Linked DNA regions of Zea mays: region 1 is linked to region 2. The links are chromatin contacts, called in public Hi-C maps. All regions are on one chromosome and are shown on one strand. Each heading gives the region's core, a stretch centred on a gene start, on an enhancer-like site or on the middle of the called end of the contact. The rest is flanking DNA. Distances are from core to core; before and after follow the strand shown.

Region 1 (4,301 bases), core at 401-2,900, 170 kb after region 2:
CGTTTCAGGGACTTAGCATGGGATAGGGTATATATGACAGGATGCAGATCGAGCGAGGGGACGGATCGTAGGAGATGATGGCGTCGATGCGCGACAGCGTGGCTTCTAATGTTGTCCCCAATGCCGAGAACGACGTAGACCTCCTGGCCACCGCCACCGGAGTCTTCCATTGACGACGTTGTGCATCGCTTGATGGAGTGGAGCACTGCCGCCATAGGGGTCCGGACCCCTTTGCTTGCTCCAAGGTATGAGGCCTAGGGATTGGATGGATTGGTGTATGATGTATCTGTACCGCTCAGTTGGGCGACGACAGGAGACGTCGCCGACGTGGCTTCGACCAACGTGGGGCGTGTTTTTTCCCGTCGCCCGTTCGCTTCGTCTAGAAGACTCGCGTCAGTCTCCGATGCAGACTGAGAGCACAGATTTGCTCCCGCGGCGACCGGCGTAAGAGCATTGTGCCGCTGTCAATTGGAGCATGCGCCGCCAAGGCCAAAGACCAGGACTGCGGTTGTGCTGGCCGGGCGGAGCCGCCGCGCGAGGCAAGCTATGGAGGAAGGAGCCCATCTGGAAGGTTCTCGAATTCCCGCATCGCTGAGAGTCTGTGACAGGAAACCAATTCGTGAATATATGATGTCGATCTTGCGGTGTCAAACAAAGAGATGGCGTGGACGAACAGGGTTGCAGCTTCGCGTCCCGCTATAATATATAGGAATAGGAATAGTTCATGGATTTTATTGACATGCGTCATAAGGCCTCACGGGTCGAGTTTTTTTAAAATTGGTAGAAGTTACTTCCTGCAATGGGCGGCAGTAATATAGTTTTACATACTTTTATAGTTTTTGTCACGACAGATATGTTTTCAAAAAAAGGTAAATTTTAAAATGAGAAAAAAAAATCCCCTGGGCCAGAGAGAAATGATTGTGGGGTAGCCAACCAGAGGTAGGTCGTTTAACCTTGATGAGCACGCGAGTTCTTTTGATATGATAGGGGATTTTTTTCATCTTTTTCTCCTTTCCTATTTTCAATACCATTTTCAGCCGTCGCTGCCATCGCTGCCGTCCACCAGAAAGCCGACCGTCTGGAAGGTCTACTCTTCGATGGTGTGATGTGTTGTGGGTGCTCTCTTCCATGGACGACCGTCTGGAAGGTCTACTATTCTGGAAGATTATTACCGCATGCCTCTGCATCCGATAGACCAAAGGCATCAGACTTGCTTAGTGTGTGTGTGAGCCTGTTTCGTGCCTGCGGATGATGTGTGATGTCTAGCAAAACCAGCTCTCCGTCTCCGCTTGTCCAGTCCACTGTGATTCGGACAGATTGCTCCAGGTAGCAACCTACCTGGTCCAGACACAGCTCTAGCGAAAGGACATTTCTCTACGAAGTAGTGGGTGGGTGGAGTCGAGAGTGGAGCTTTCCAAGCTCCTTTCATGTAGATTGTTCTTCCAGCTCCAAAAGTTGTAGACTTACTGCAGACCGTAATCTATCTTGCAGGAGCCAGAGAAGAAGAAACTGCATCATGGTGGCGGGCCCATATAGCTAGCTCTTCCAGATGACTTTCGGGACGTTTGAAGCCGTGTATATATGTCCTGCAAACTGGATGTTGATGGCAGACTTGATCGAGTGCTCCCCTGAGCTATCGCGTATCCTTGTCATCATTCTGGCCACCTTGGTCCTCCTGCTGAGCTTCGCGGATAGCACTCTGTATACATAGGGTCTCGGCCATACTCATAACTCAAGAGCCACAGTTCATCTTTGTCTAGAGTTAGGGTTTTATTACCTAACCCTAGTATACAGATCGAATCACATAGATTGTTTAAGGGCTATGGATCTGTGTATCCGCGGCCAAGAATCAAGTTTAAGGGCCTGTTTGGTATGGCTCCAGAGCAAAACTCCAAGGAGGAGCTGGCCAGAGCATGCCAAACACTCTAACTCCAGAGTTGTAAACTCTATAGAGTTTTTGGAGCTGCGGTACAATTTTTTGAAGTGCCTCTTTTGCTGCTCCGAAAACTCCAAAAAAACAACTTAGTCATGGAGTTTTGAGTTATTTACCCACCACTGCCACCGGTTATAAGAAACAATCTAAACTCCGGAGCAGAGCTGCTCCACACAGAGTTTTGGAGTAGAGCTGCTCTGTGGTAGAACAGAGCCATGCCAAACACGCCCTAAATAAAGAATAGGAACTCGCAGAACAGATTAGGGATAGAAAACCCTAACGGTTTTCCCCCAAAATCCGATTTGGATTCTAGTGCACAAAACACTGTCCATATAAACCCGCGATAGAAAACGTCTCAACTCGATCCCAAGTATTACATCATATACATTCATACACACAGAGGGATTCGATTTTGGGGCTAGATCTGGGTACAAGAGGCACAGAAACGATCCAGTGGGTCGGATTTTACCTCGTCGTTCACAGGGACCACCGTCGGCGCCCGACCGACGGTGGCGCGCCCACCCGAGGGGACGCGCCTACCGACGGGAGAGCCCGCGGGGTCCCACGTCGCCGAGCACAGAGGCTGTCATGGCTCATACGACGAACGACATCACTGCCGTGAGCCACAGAAAGAGGAACAGTGAGTTGAGAAAGTGAAAGAAAAATAGAAACAGAGAGGAAGAAGCAGGGCGGCGCGGTCGGATGTGGAGACGATGGCCCTCTAGTGGCCGAAGTCAAGTGGCGGCTAGGGAGGAGAATAGAAATGAGCTAGGGTTACCTCCACATCCGACATTCTCGGTATTTATAAACCTAGCTACAGTAGCTCGAGCATTCCTGGCCGTTGGATTTGATCCAAGGGCACAGGATGAGCCTGGAAGCACCCACCTGCGCGTGGGCCAGAACGGCGGCCCAGGCCCAGGTTGCGGCCTGGGCGCGCGCCTCTCTCTCTCACGGCAGCGCCGGCTGGGCCGCCTGTGTGCGCGGCTGGGCGCGCCTCCCCCGCGGCCAGGCCGCCAGCATGGCTCGGCCGAATGGCCAGAAAAGATTTTTTTCCTGGAAATTAGAATTAGTGAAAGAGAAGAAGAAATTAGAAAATAGCTAGAAAATTCAGAAAAGTACAGAAATATTTTTTCCAGTTGTAGAAAATTTCAGAGATATTTACGGACTATTTTTATTCCGCTGCGTACTTTAGTACTTTTTTATATTTACGGACTATTTTTATTCCGCTGCGTACTTTAGTACTTTTTTATTTATATTTTATGCAATTTTTCAGTTAATTATGAAACCAACGTGGATTGATTATTGTTTAAATTGCTTAGAATTCAGAGAATTTTGTGGTGATTGAATATTTTAACCAACATTGGATATTGTTACCATAATTTAATACAAGTTTATGTTTTCTAGATCATCCAACGATGGTTTAGAATTTTGTGATCAGAAATTTTCATAGATATGACATGGTTATTATTTGACTAACATTGAATATTTAATTCATGCATGTTCTATGATTTAGTATTCAGTATTTATTTCAGATGTCCTAAATATTTTCTGTTTTAATTTTGCAAAGGTGCTCATACCGCCATGCTGATTAGCCAGATTGCTCAGATGAAACCGCTAGATGGTAGTAATTACTATTCTTGGCGGGAGGATATTGATATGATAACCACAGTGGGTGAGATGGATTACGCACTGAGGTTTGATAAACCAGTAGAGCCCACAGTGGGAACTCCCAACTATGACCACAGGTGGATGCAATACAGCATCGACAAGGTCAAGTGGGAAATATCAAATGACAAATGTATGATTATTCTTAAGAGGAGCATCAAGGAGCCTCTTTAGAGTTCCATACCAGAGTGTGAGACTACCAAGGAATACCTTGAGAGGGTAGCCTCTCATCATAAAGGGTCTTCTAAGGCTTATGCTTGCTCTCTAATGACAGAATTTGTCAATGCAAAATATGATGGAAATGGTATTGTTGCCCAGTATTCAACACCTGGCGAACCACAACAGAATGGGGTTGCTGAAAGGCGTAACAAAACGCTAATGGATATGGTAAGGAGTATGCTAAGTTACTCTAACCTGCCATTGGGTCTACGGATGGAGGCTTTAAAAACCGCTATGCATATACTCAATAGAGTTCCTAGTAAATCAGTGACTAGAACTCCATATGAGTTGTGGACTGGCAGAAAACCCACACTCAACTACTTCCACATATGGGGTTGTCCAGCAGAAGCTAGAATATTTAATCCTGGACAGGGAAAGCTAGATGAGAGAACCACTAGCTGCCATTTTATTGGCTACCCTGACAGATCGAAGGGTTACAGATTCTACTGCCCTGATAGACAAACCAAGTTCATAGAGACTAGAC
Region 2 (3,995 bases), core at 954-3,453:
TCCCGGCAAGCATCAGCTGCTGACTTCACTTTAGATTGTCCAACATATGCTTCTTTATGAATTATCTGAGACAATTTGAGAACAAAAAACAAGGTTAGCATTGATATGTATGACCACCACAGATTAAAATAACCAATTTTGATCATCGGCTATGTTCAAAATTCCTTTATCAAGCGGAACTCTCTCACTTCATGACAAATTTGCTAGCTTATGGGTGCATATTTATGTTCCCCTTCTAATTGAGTTACCAAGAACAAGAATATATCACGCTGATGATTCGGTGTTTAGATACAATCCAAAGAAAATATTGAGAACACTAGATAATAGGGACAGAAGACATGCCAAGCTATTTCACCTGTCGATGAAGATTATTCAATTCAACATCATCACCATCCACAATGCCCAAGCGACCTAATAAGATAACAAGCTGTAAGCAACGGTACATTAGTAAATACAACAAATTAGTGAACTAGAGCCCACCAACAAATTCACTTTACACATATGACATATATTTTTTTTGGCAAGGACCACATCTAGAAATCTGTATTATCATTAAAGGAATATAATTTCTTCCTTGAGAAACTATCATTCAACACAACTTCACAGCAGAGTATGAGGCAGCTGTTGAGAAGGAAAACATGTATCTTCCTAGCTATAACTGTGTCTTTTGCACCAATCAGATTGAAGAATCTTTGCAGCACTTGCTCATTCTCTGTCCATTTGCTTCTGCCTGTTGGAACCTAGTTAATATGCAGACAAGTTCAAACATGAACCCTTTTGAATGTCTTCATCAGTTCAAGCAACCAACTCAACACGCCCTTCTTTATGAAAATTATCATCATTATGTACTGGAGCATTTGGAAGGCAAGAGATGATCTAATTTTCCAAGGAATCCAACCATCTGTTTTCGCTTCCAAGAAAATGACTATTTTCTCTGTTCACCATGAGGGTGAAGCAGAGCCACTTCCCTCTAATTGGTACATGGCTGGAAAACTTAATTTAATTCGGTTAATTTTCTTCGTTTCAACTCTTTACTTTTTATTTAATACTCATAATTCACAAAAAAAAAATCAACAGCGGAGAAGAAAATTACCGACACCACAAGCTGCTAGATACAATGCCAGGGGAGAGCCCAAACCTCCAGCCCCAACAACTAAAATCGACGACTGTGACAGCTTCCGCTGGCCTGCCAGAAAGATGACAAAGGTCAGAGGATCAGCCGAAACGAGCGTGCTAACTGCACCGTTTTCCCCAGCAATATGCTGCGATTGTGATGACACATCTGAAGCAGAAGAGACAAGCAACTATATGACAGTGCTTCCTCCGTTCCAAATTATAATACATTCCACTAAAAAACTTTGTTGAAGAGTCAAATGACCTTAACTTTGACCAAAATTAATGATAGGTTTGGCCAAAATTATATAAATAATCATAAAGATTTATGTCATAAAATAGGGGTAGTATGAAAATATAATTAATAAAAATCAAATATATTTATTTAGTTTCCTAATTATTATTATTTTATTATATAAATTTAGTTAGCTCTAAAAATGTTAGAACAAGAGGGACGGAGTGAGGAGTAAACAATGAGACTTTGGAGGCAGCAAGCCGTGACGAGTGAAACTAAACAACTGACCTTCGACCCCGAAGTCCGGGAGAAGGAGGTGGCGGCTGTACCGGTAGATCATATCCGCCGGGAGGCTACCGTCCGGAGCAAACTCGTTACCCACGCGGCTCTGGCACGCTCCACTCCCGCCGCACGCATCGTCCCCTACTCCTTTCCCCGCCGCCGCACCGTTGAATCCCGCAGGCCCTGCCTCGAGCTGCGATTCCAGCAGCCGTATCCGGCCGTCGAGCTCCTCCCGCTCTGCCCGAAGCTTCTTCAGCTCCCGCTCTATGGCCTCCCTCCTGCCGCCCATCCCTCCGCGGCTCCGCACCTGAACGCTTTGCTCACTTCTGCCGTGTCGCCTCAACCGCCGAAATGGTCTCGCCACAGCCGCCAAAATTAACTAACCACGTCTTTTCCACGCGGGCTCGGCCCACGTAAACAAATACGTAAACCTAGGCCCACGTAAACGCTTACGTAAAGCCTGGAGCACAGTCTGACCCACGCAGTAGTAGATGTGCTTTAAAGTGCGGCCCAATAAGAGACCACTTTGAGCTAGAGGCGAGGGCGAGGTATTCGGTCAACGATCGGTCGGGACTCCGGACTCGGGAGTCGGCACTCGGGTCTCGACGTCTCGTCTCGTCTCGTCTCGCCTGCCCGCAGCCCCTTGGCTTCGTTCCATCCGGCTTCTCGGCGGCGGCGGAGAGGAGGGGGATGGCGCACCGGCTGCTGCGGGACGCGCAGGCGGACGGGTGGGAGCGGTCGGACTTCCCCATCATCTGCGAGTCATGCCTCGGCGACAACCCCTACGTCCGGATGGTAACACATCAAACCCTAGCCCTACCTGAATGATTTGTGTGCTTCTCTTTGGCGTCGTTATCCGATTTGTGGCCGGTGGTCCGCTTGATTTGGTTTCGTCTGTGATTTCTTATGCTCGACGGGAACTAGGTCTAGGTTTCGCTGCGTCGAATTCTGTGCACGTTTTTTTTTTTTGGCATATTGCCTTCTTTGTGAAATTGTCTCTTATAGATGTGTTATTAAACTTGGGATTGGATCTTTGAGGAAGTCTGATGCAGTGATGCTTGCTTCGGGATTGTGCTCTGCAAAATGCTAAATTACTGGTAGTGGTTTGGAAACCGTTTGGTTCGCTTGCTTCTCCTCATCATACCTTGCTTAGCCAGGAAATGGAAAGAGGTAGCTGTTTGATTTGGGAGGCTTGTTTTTCTTGGGGCTTGTGCTGCCAAGAAAATATCATGCTACCATTGGAGAGCTGATTCGGCTGTTTCCAACCACGAGGTAGGGCAGACCCTTGCTAGCTAGGAAAGGCAATCTCTGCCTCAGAACTGAACAGCCCTGGTTTCCATTAATTTCACCCCAAGTAGCCACTGTTGATGATTCTGCAAGAGCAGTAGTGCAGTAAGGTGGTTTCGCCATGCGCATAGTGTGATTAGCAAGATGAGTGATAGATTTAAGCCAGTTATAACCAGGGTAAATTAGTTTCTAGAATGCTAACAAATTAAACTAGCTAACCAATTGGTTTTGCCATATGCAATACACATCATGTAGTACCAGATAGGTGTTGTGTAATACATGAATGGGAATAACTTTCCATTTAGTTGCTCCTTATTTTGCATTTGCTTCAGTATTTCATGTAAATATGATTCACTGACTCTTGTTTTTCTTTGCAGTTAAGAGCTGAATATGACAAAGAATGCAAAATTTGTGCACGTCCTTTTACTGTATTCCGGTGGCGTCCTGGGCGAGATGCAAGGTACAAGAAGACTGAGATCTGCCAGACATGTTGCAAGCTAAAGAATGTCTGCCAGGTCTGCCTGCTGGATCTTGAATATGGTCTGCCTGTTCAGGTCCGAGATACAGCACTCTCTATCAATTCCAATGATGCAATTCCAAGGAGTGATGTCAATCGCGAATATTTTGCAGAAGAGCATGATAGGAGGGTATGTTTCTCTTCCAATATTAAATCTTGATGCTGATGTTAATTTCTTTCCTATTACCCAAAATCTAAGACAAATTGTATTCTTCAGGTTGTTTGTTCATTTGAAATCTGAAATGAAGATATCACGTACTACCTCCATCTTTTTATATTTGACGCCAAACAATACAAAACTGAACTACAAAACATCAAATAATAAATATGGAGGCAGTATATTATAATACTGTTTTTATGATGTCACTGTAAACTGTATCATAGTGTTGGATACATTTGAAGTATGACAGCAACAAAAAGATGCCTTCTTTTTAGATATAATTTATCTTGATCTGCTATGGTTAAAATGAATTGCACTTATTCTCTGCTTATATGGACTTATTTTTGTTTGTTCCATTTGATTTGACCTAAGAATAGTTGTTCCTAATGAGAGTTTATGTT

Evidence for each region. A called contact is a pair of places that touch in the nucleus more often than the background predicts.
Region 1: a Hi-C map of leaf shows a contact between it and region 2, with 6 times the contacts expected there. The contact joins the enhancer-like site here to the promoter of LOC100285059 in region 2. A contact is called at or near these places in 3 of 25 Hi-C or Micro-C datasets (bundle sheath, leaf and leaf mesophyll).

The regions. Positions count from the first base shown.
Region 1 is chr9:17,401,686-17,405,986 of Zm-B73-REFERENCE-NAM-5.0, forward strand. No RefSeq gene overlaps it. Among protein-coding and RNA genes, the nearest start is that of LOC100272850, 97 kb to the left of the region's middle. Within about 2 kb of position 1,651, at least 4 of the 20 cell types and tissues checked have an H3K27ac peak or open chromatin away from gene starts, as enhancers often do. A contact at or near this core is called in bundle sheath, leaf and leaf mesophyll, where this site is marked.
Region 2 is chr9:17,228,885-17,232,879 of Zm-B73-REFERENCE-NAM-5.0, forward strand. LOC100285059 reads left to right here and starts at 2,204. Exons shown (of 4, transcript NM_001372164.1): 1 at 2,204-2,425; 2 at 3,295-3,564. The coding sequence starts at 2,321. It overlaps LOC103638013 (adenylyltransferase and sulfurtransferase MOCS3-1), which reads right to left and starts at 1,985. Exons shown (of 10, transcript NM_001301626.1): 1 at 1,637-1,985; 2 at 1,094-1,186; 3 at 356-411; 4 at 1-65. The coding sequence starts at 1,919.